2 separate regions of the Ovis aries genome follow, and region 1 is linked to region 2. Evidence: chromatin contacts called from public Hi-C data. All regions are on one chromosome and are shown on one strand. Each heading gives the region's core, a stretch centred on a gene start, on an enhancer-like site or on the middle of the called end of the contact. The rest is flanking DNA. Distances are from core to core; before and after follow the strand shown.

Region 1 (4,951 bases), core at 1,365-3,864, 200 kb before region 2:
CTTGGACAATCAAGTTTTTTATATATTTTTTCACTTTGATGAACATAATTATTCTCAAATTTTTATCTAGGTTTTATATTATTTCTTTAGAACAGATTAGAAGAAACACAATTACTGGGTTAAAAATTTCAGTATTTAAAAAATATGTTGCACATTGCCATAGAAAAGATCGTCTTGGTTCTTATTCATTTTTCCCCTCAATGCCCAAGTTGTTTTTGTTTTTTTTTTAAACTAGGTATACATAGCTTTAATCACATTTTATATACAATTTTACATTCTACTTTTTGGCCTAACAAAAATTTTTGCAAGTTATCATAGTGTAAACCTTTTTTAAAAAAACCAGTGCATAATCTTGTGATGTAATTATAGGTTGCCTAAACATTTGTCTATTGTTGGAATTTAGTCTTTTTCCAACTTCAGCATCGTACATAATGTTCTCTTTGTATATTAAAACAGACCTTAAAGTAATTTTGATCTGAGCTTTTAAATCTGGTTTTGAATTCCCTGCTCACTTCTAATTAGTTCCATGACTTGGACAAATTACTTCATTCTTTTCTCATCCCTAAAAAAGACTATGGTTTTGTGATTTCTTACTTCATGTTGTTTTGAGAATCCAATGAGATAACATAACAAGGAGTCTAGGATGATGCCTGTTACAAAATCAAGTGTTTAACAAAATTGGATTTAAAGGCATTATTTTAAAAATCCCATTTCCCTTAATTGGCTTTCTTAAACTAGGTACCAATGAACATCCAAGTCTTGACTTGGTTAAAATCAGTAGAAAAGATTTTTCTTCCAGCCAACTCAGTCTTTTAGAGCTTGTCTTTGGTGCTAAGCTTAGTTCTCTCAGACCAGTGAAGCTGAGATGGTTCATGAGGTATTTTTCGGTGAAGTTTTAAGCAACCGTGACTGTTCCAAGTTCTCCTGTTCCTGAGGTAAGGATCTGTGTGTGGGGGCGTGGGGGGTGGCGGTGGAAACTGAGGGTGAGGGGAAGAGTGGGGTATATTGTGAAGCTCTGACTTTTTGGTTTGCTAATAGGAATCTCCTCTTATCCAAAACCCACTACCAAGCTATGCACATCCTCTCCAGGTTGTTTCAGTAACTACTTGGTTAGGCTCAGGTGAATCTGGCTTTCAAACTGTAGCTTGGTCTGGCTATAACTATCCCTCTTGCCAACTTAGCACCGCCATTCCTTCGTTTTTAATAAATGTATAGGAGCACCACTAAACTATGGCAACCCTGTCTTGCAGGGCTAGATTCATTGGTATCTCAGAGTGCAGTGGTGTGGTGGAATTCCTCTGGGGTCTGAACCAGGGTCTGAAGTCTCGGAAAGCGTGGTAAATGAAGGGTGACATCCAGATCCCTAGTCAATGTATCTTCTGGTCAACAAACATTTATCTGGACACTTATGTGCTAGGCATATTGCCCTAAGGTGGAGATGCAAATATAATTAGAGACCAGCCTTTCATCTCCAAGCTCTCACAAGCACTAGCTAGGAAAGGCTGCACTCAGAGGTAGGCCCGCTTGTGATGGGAGAGGAGGGGAGGCTAGTGAAAGGCTTTGCAGGGGAGGTGATGATGAGGTCTGCTCTGGTTGAAGAGGGACTGCATATGCAGAGGCACAGACTTGGGTACAGATACACCCACTGGAATGAAAAGCGTGGAAATAACATTCATGAAGAAATCTGGTCTGGAGTTCTCTAAGATCTAGCTAAGGAGTTTTGAGCTTTTACCTGATGTGAACTGGGGTGGTGACCCATTGGAAGCTGATCCATTAAGGGGCTGTAAATAAGCAGGAGAACAGGCTGAAACTGGGGCATGAACAGAATGCTTGGAAAGTATGCCTGTGCAGAAAGACAGCACATAGAAGACTCACGACTGGTACTGGAGTGAGGATTACTCCCTGCTTTCCGGTTTAGGGAGACCTGACAGATGGTGGATAGATAGTGGTGCCAATAACCTAGGTAGGTAAGGTAAACTCCTTTCTGGACAGCGCCGTTCAGAACCCTCTGCTGCAACATCCCGTCTACTGGTGCATTCCTGATAGAAGACCGGTTTCCAGGAACAGCCGCAGTTTCCGGCCTCTAGCTTCCAAGAGCTCACTAGCTGGCAACCAGCAGCATCAAGATGGCGGCCTCCTAAAGACTAGTCATGTGACCTCGGGTTTCCCTCGATGGGAGCCCGGCTGTGTGTTCGGGGGCAAGGTTCACCTGTCGCGAAATGGGTGTCAGCTCTTCGAATCTCGCGAGCCAATTGGCATCTGAGACTGAACCACTTCGGCGAGGCGATCGGAAGACTGTTCCTTTCCCGTCGCCTTGCCAGCGGCCAATCACCGAGCGTTATACTTCGCAGATCCTCCCTTAGGCGGGGGAGAAGCAGTAACGTCGTCACAGCTTGGCGTTATTGTTACCTAAGGACTTGAGAGGAGGTGGGACGTGTGTTGATTGACAGACCGACTTCCCCTACCGGGATTTGAGAATTTGGCGCAATTCCCCGCCTTAGGGGGTGGGGTCTTATTTGATTGCCAAGTAATATCCCCCAATGGAGCCCTAGCTCGTGGTGACGGGCAGGCTGTTTGACTAATGAATCCTCGGCGAAGCCGGCGCAGCTCTCCAATCGCTGGGCGGCGGGCCCCAGTCTGAGCGGCGATGGCGGCGGCGGCGGCGGCGGCAGCAGCAGCGGGGGCTGCGGGCGGTCGGGGCTCCGGGCCGGGGCGGCGGCGCCATCTTGTGCCCGGGGCCGGTGGGGAGGCCGGGGAGGGGGCCCCGGGGGGCGCTGGGGACTACGGGAACGGCTTGGAGTCTGAGGAACTGGAGCCTGAGGAGCTGCTGCTGGAGCCCGAGCCGGAGCCCGAGCCCGAAGAGGAGCCGCCCCGGCCCCGCGCCCCCCCCGGGAGCTCCGGGCCCTGGGCCTGGCTCGGGAGCCCCCGGCAACCAGGAGGAGGAGGAGGAGCCGGGACTGGTCGAGGGTGACCCGGGGGACGGCGCCATTGAGGACCCGGTGAGGGAAAGAGGGCGAGCGAGGAGGCCGGCGACCGGCCGGGTCACGGGCGGCACAGAGATCGGGCGAGCGGGAGGCGGGAGGGGGGGGGGGGGGGGGGGGAATAACGTGGCTGGGGCCGGGCCGGGGACGCAGCCTCGACCGCCAGAAGGGGCCCAGCCGGGTTGACTCCGGCGTCATGGGTGCCTAGTGTTGTACTAGAGAAGGTAGCTTTCTTTTCTTTTCTTCACGACCCTCGCATGGGGCGAAGGAAATGGCCGAGCATGGCTGGGGCCGCGCGCGGATCGAGAGCAGGGCAGAGCCCCTGCGTTGGTTCCTCTTAAGCTCTTCTCCATACCCTCCCCACTCATTGTAGGAGCTGGAAGCGATCAAAGCTCGAGTTAGGGAGATGGAGGAAGAAGCTGAGAAGCTAAAGGAGCTACAGAACGAGGTAGAGAAGCAGATGAATATGAGTCCACCTCCGGGCAATGGTGAGTAACTGGCGGTTGCACGCGGAGCCCAGGTCCTAGGATGGGAAGGGTTATGAGAGTACGGTTTATATGGAATTAGATAATCGGAACCTTGGAGCTGCTCGTCTGAGCAATTACTGGGCAGTTGCCGTGGTCATAGTCCATTGTGCGTTTCTCTGACCTTTGTGAGACAAGGCCTGTGTTTTCGTGATGGTAGTCTTGTGCCTCCCTTTGTCCTTGTTACAAATGTGTTGCTCTTTGTTCTTAGTCTTCCTCTACTCTTTGTGGAGGTTGCCAGCTGGTGTTTGACCTTCAAGTCTAATAGTTTTTCGTTCAGTCGAAGACCCTTTAGTTAGGAGTTCTAAGACAAAATGCCCAGCTGCAGGGGGCTTCTCTAATCTCAAAATGTCCAGTCTCAGCCCACTTAATTTTGTTCATTTTTCAAATCATTTCAACCAAGGGTACAATAGGGACTTGATTTGGGAGCAGGAGGGGATTCATCTACTGTTTTCTTTGAATTTTAAGAATGTATTCATCTGTTCAATAACTTGTCAAATATTTAGTAAGCACCTACTGTGTGCTAGACTTTTCTAGGTAATGGGTACAGCAGGGAACTGAACAAAATCTTTGCCTTTACTAATGGTGGTGGTGGTGGTGGTAGTGGTGCATATATTGCCCAAGTAGAAAACAAGGGTGGTTTTCTGATTATTTTTTCTTCAAAGCTGGCCCAGTGATCATGTCCATTGAGGAGAAGATGGAGGCTGATGCCCGTTCCATCTATGTTGGCAATGTATGTATGAGGGCCTTGATTGGGGTTGGGGGAGCTCTTAGTTTGGGAGATTATTTAGTAGGAGTCTTGATGGAAACTCTTTCCAGGATAGGTGGTGGATTTAAGGAGTGGAGGGAAGGTTAGAATGAGGTGAGAGTTAATGGTGATTAGCAGAGGCTCTGGGGTTGGAAGGAGAAGAGTTCCTTAGAGAACTAGATTTGATGTGCTTTGGTGTATACTGGGGGCTTCCCAAGTGGCACTAGTGATAAAGAGTCCTCCTGCCGCCTCAAAAGATGTGGGTTCTATCCCTGGGTTGGGAAGATCTCCTGGAGAAGGAAATGTCAAGCCACTCCAGAATTCTTGGCTAGAGAGTCTCAGGGACAGAGGAGTCTGGCGTGGTACTGTCCATGGGGTCGCAAAGATGGCTCAGCCCAAAGGCTTGGCAGGGTGTTTGTTGAGATGGGAGTTTGCCTATTGCCTGTGAAATGTACCCCCAACAGGTGGACTATGGTGCAACAGCAGAAGAGCTAGAAGCACACTTCCATGGCTGTGGTTCAGTCAACCGCGTTACTATACTCTGTGACAAATTTAGTGGCCATCCCAAAGGGTAAGTGTGGGGAAGCTGAGGTCTTTTTAATCACAGTTAAAAAGTAGGTAAATTATGCTTTATATTGAGCAGTAAGTTAACTGTATGTTAAAGTAAGTAGTCTTCATCTTTTAAGATACGGCGTTAG
Region 2 (4,366 bases), core at 1,180-3,679:
CCTCCTCCTCTTACCCTTCAAGCTTCTTAAGTCTGGAAAAACAATGAGGAGCTTAAAACAAGGTAAACTCTCCCACTCTTTATCCACCTTTCTCATTCTTTAGGCTGAATGAACCTGGCCCTTTGCATAAGATAGCTTCTGTCACATGGATGAAAACTGCTTCCTGAAAAAGCAAACTGAATCCAAATATGATAAGATCAAAGACCCAGGAAGAAGGCAAATTAGAAAGTAGAGAAAAAGCCACCAGGGTCTAGAATGAACCGGAGGACAAGGGGCAACCAAGCAGCGTGGAGCTCTGAGTCCCACAGAATGTCCCCTTACAAAATCAAAGTTGACAGTGAATGAAACATAATGGCTCTGACTGATGAAGGGGTGATATGCCCCTGGAAGCCCATTAACTTGATTTCTTGGCCTGTTTATGTGCCTTCACAAACCATACTCCCCAACTCTTCCAGCCCCTTTGCTCCCTGGTATCTTCTGCTGCTGCAGTTAAAATGCTGAGTGAGAGGGTAAGAAATACAAGAAACTTAGGGTGACCAAAGAGAAAAGGGAGGAAGAGGGCAGATTACAGGAACAAAGGTGAAGAATAGGCAAAGGAGATCATCAGAGATGGCGATGGGGAAAAAAGGAGGTGAAACAAAACGGGGAAATGAAAAAAATATATAATCGTAAAGTGAGGGAAGGGAGGAAAATCAAGTCAGTGATGAAGAGCTATGTGGTGGGAAGCTCCTGGAGAGGCAGGTGACACGCAGGACACCAGCGGTGAGGTCCTGATGGGGGACACAAGCACATGGCAAAGGGGACAGTTAACAATGCTAGGAAGTCCCAAAGTTCCCTGGGTGAAGACAGAAGATGAGGCCGGCCTGGCTGTGCGGAAAGGGCACTTAAATCCTTGAGGGAGATACACCTATCCCTCCACTCTTCCAGGCCCCTGACCAGTGACTACCACAATCATCAATCATGACTGATAAGCAAACTCCAAGGCAGCCTGAAAAGGCCAGAGATATCCATTCAGACCCTGAAGGAAAGGGCACGGAGTCCTAGATGGGTAAACCAGTTAGGCAGCCAAGGTGTGACACAGAGACAAGAACACACAGCGAGAGGATCGCCCGGATAGGAAGTCACATCCGGAGACAGTGACACACAGACAGACCCAGACCCAGAGATGGATGGGTGGGGAGAATGAATGAGAATGGCAAAATTCAGAGGTAGGGACACGGACAGTGATCGGCAGGGCAACAGGCGCAGCGTGGTCCAGTGCTCAACGATAGAGCTGTTCAGAGAGAGGGATAGACAAGAGCGGATGGAGAGTTGGGGACCAGGAGAGGCACACTTCACCTTGAATAGGAGCGGTGGCCTCCCCTCACCTACTAGTAGCACCTTACGAAAACCAAAAAGCAACAGACAACTCAACTTCAGGCAAAGCCTAAAAATCAAAGATTAAGGGTACCCACCTCCCCTCCCACCCTCCCACCCGTGGCGAGCTTGCCCATCCATCAGCCCGCCTGCTAGCCGCCGTTCCTCACCCATCCTGAGGCCGGCGGGGGGCCGCCGAGACTCAGGCCCCTCCGGACTGACAGCTCCGAGCCTCCATAGTCACCCGGCCTCCTCTTCCCTCCGGGACCCCAGCTCCCGGTGCTGCTCGGCGCGACCCGTCTAGCCTCTCGTTACCCTCCCTCCGTCCGGCTGGCTCCTAGTCCAGCTTCTATGCCTTTCCGTTCCCCACCTCTGCCTCCACCCCGGCATCTCTCTCTTCGCCCTCTCGCAGGCCCTCTCCTTCCCTCCCACAACCCTGTCTCTCCTTCTCCTCAGGCTCTCTGTCTGTCCGTCCGTCGGTCTGGGTCCCCTCCCCCAGTCCCTTTCGGTCCCTCTCTGTGCCCTCCAACGGCAGTCTCCGAGCGCCTCCTCTCCCCTCCGTCTCAAGCTTCCAAAGAGCAAGGAAGGGAAGAAGAGAGGGAGACGAGAGGAAAAAAAAAAAAAACCAACCAACCCAGCAGCATCGGAAATCGATGCACTTACACCTCAGCTGGAAGCAGGGACGGGAGTCGAACCGCGGCCGCCGAGCAGCGCGAGGCGGGGAGGGGAGGGGGTGGCTCTTGGAAGGGACTTCTCCGATGTGTTGATTCCTTTTTTTCCCCTCCTCCTCCCTCCCTCCAGCGCTCACTCCGGGGCGTCGGGGACGGAGATGGAAAAAATAAATAAATAAATTCACGGCGGTGAGGGAAGTGAAGGAAAATAATCAATGCTATTTGGCTGCGGCTGAAGTGTTTTCCCGGCTTCGTGAGGGGGTTTCCATTGATTCACCCTGGGCACTCGCTCGCTCCCTGCCTCCTCCTCCTCCTGCTCGCCCTCCTCCTCCTCCTCCTCCTCCTCCTCGCCCTCACTCCTCCGCCTCATTCAGTGGCTGGAACCGAGGCGTCCCACACAATGGAATAATCAATACCCAGGCGCCCGGGGCGGCCCCACTGAGCAGGTGCAGCGGCCCGCCCGTCGCGGAGTACGCCGGGAGTTGTAGTCCGGGTGCCCCCGCCCCCGCCCCCGCCCGCCCGCCCTAGAGCTTGGTGTCTGCCTGCTTCACTAGACTGTAGGCGGGACCTATGACAGGCGGACTGCGGTGCTGGCCACCTGCTTTGTGGCTCCAGGTCCAAGCCGGTGCCGCAAAGAGCATCTTAAACACTTTCCCGAGTTCTCCTCCTCTTTCTTCTGTCTACAGAAACATATATGTGTTTTGTTATTATTACTATATATATATATATATATATATATATATATATATATATATTTAAATCAGCTATAGAGCAAGCCATGGCTTCTACGAGCTTTCCAGAACCACCGGAGACCTCTCTCTCTCTCTTTTTTTTCTTACTTTAACTCCTTTCTTCTTGCCTTATTAATTCCCCTCCCTTCCAGTTGGGCACTATAGAACCTTGTCTGCCGCAGCAATTACTCTGAGTCACCGGAGCTTCTGTCTCTTTCACTCGGTCACATAGTTTCCAGAGTTGGGTGCGGGTAGGGTGGAGAGAGGGCCTGGTTTCCCATCCTTATTTTCAGTTTATCAGCTCACATAAACTCTGTTATGTTCTAATAACTGCTGAAACTTAATGAGTGCTTAGGGACAGTACCAAGCACTTTAACGTATATTAACTTATTTAATCCCCACAACTAGTCTCATTTTACAGTTAGGAAGGCCTGCATGTATGTTCAGTCCTGTCTGATTCTTAGAGACTCCATGGACTATAGCCCACCAGACTCCTCTGTCCATGGGATTTTCCAGGCAAGAATACTGGAGTGGGTTGCCATTTCCTCCTTCACGGGATCTTTCCAACCCAGGGATCGAACCTATGTCTCTTGTATCTCCTGCATCAGCAGGCAGATTCTTTACCCTGGCACCAGAAACCAGGGCACAAACAATTCACTGGCTCAAGGGCACATGGCCAGTAAGTGACCCAGCCAGGATTCAAATCCTGATGCTCAGACTCCAGAGCCCATAATAACTGCTACAGCCTACTTCTATTAATAGAAGGGAAAAAAAAATCCTAGAGTTCACAGGACAAAAGGAAGGAGAAAGAAACTAACATTTTGAATTCTAGGATGTGACAGTTTGTCACTGAATCCTCACACTTATCTGTGAGGCAGTCCACATTTTACTAAAGACAAAACAGATTTCAGGAGGTGGAGTAGCTTTCCCAACACCAAACACCAATGAAATGAAGACTGGAGTTGACTCCAGGTGTGACTGACTTTGGAGTCTAATCTTTCTTTCTCTTTAAACTGCTGCCTCTGCCCTACTGGATTTGGACCCTATAACTCAAGGAAGAGATTAAGTCTACTTTCTTTGAGCAACAAAACTTAAAAGCAAAGGACAGATGAAAAGCAGGCCAATTAAAGGAGTTAGGGGCTGGGGTCCCTCTCTTCCCTGCACACTGGTTCCTGTCATCGGGTTGGGGGGGATGCAGATAAACATTCAAAACATGCCAGGTTCAAGATACCATGTCTGTAAACCAGTGTCCTCTCCATGGTACCTCCCATGAGTCACGTGTTTCCAAAAACATGCTGGGGAAAGGATAAGTGTAAAGAACCTAGCCCTTCTCACCCATCATAGGAGGGAAGCCAGGAGTTGACAAGAACCACTGTTTCTCAGTAAGCTACCTTACCCCAAAAACCAGACATACAGTAGATGCCTCCAGGTAATCATAATCCTGGGAGGGAGTAAGGAGAAGCAGCCTTCTCAATTTTGTCTCCCAAAGCAGTCAAAGGGCCATTCTCATGTCTTCCTATATCTTAAATGAACGCAATATTTCTCCTGTTCCTGATAAAGCCTGCACAGGGGCCGCAGGAAACAGACAAACTCCTCAGTGTGGCATGT

Evidence for each region. Hi-C and Micro-C count contacts between places; a contact is called where the count stands out from the background.
Region 1: a Hi-C map of liver shows a contact between it and region 2, with 4 times the contacts expected there. The contact joins the promoter of PABPN1 here to the promoter of ZFHX2 in region 2. A contact is called at or near these places in 2 of 16 Hi-C or Micro-C datasets (blood and liver).

The regions. Positions count from the first base shown.
Region 1 is chr7:21,401,536-21,406,486 of ARS-UI_Ramb_v3.0, reverse strand. PABPN1 (poly(A) binding protein nuclear 1) reads left to right here and starts at 2,614. Exons shown (of 9, transcript XM_015096873.4): 1 at 2,614-2,884; 2 at 2,886-2,999; 3 at 3,355-3,469; 4 at 4,171-4,238; 5 at 4,718-4,824. The coding sequence starts at 2,648.
Region 2 is chr7:21,205,053-21,209,418 of ARS-UI_Ramb_v3.0, reverse strand. ZFHX2 (zinc finger homeobox 2) reads right to left here and starts at 2,429. Exons shown (of 11, transcript XM_042252953.2): 1 at 2,020-2,429.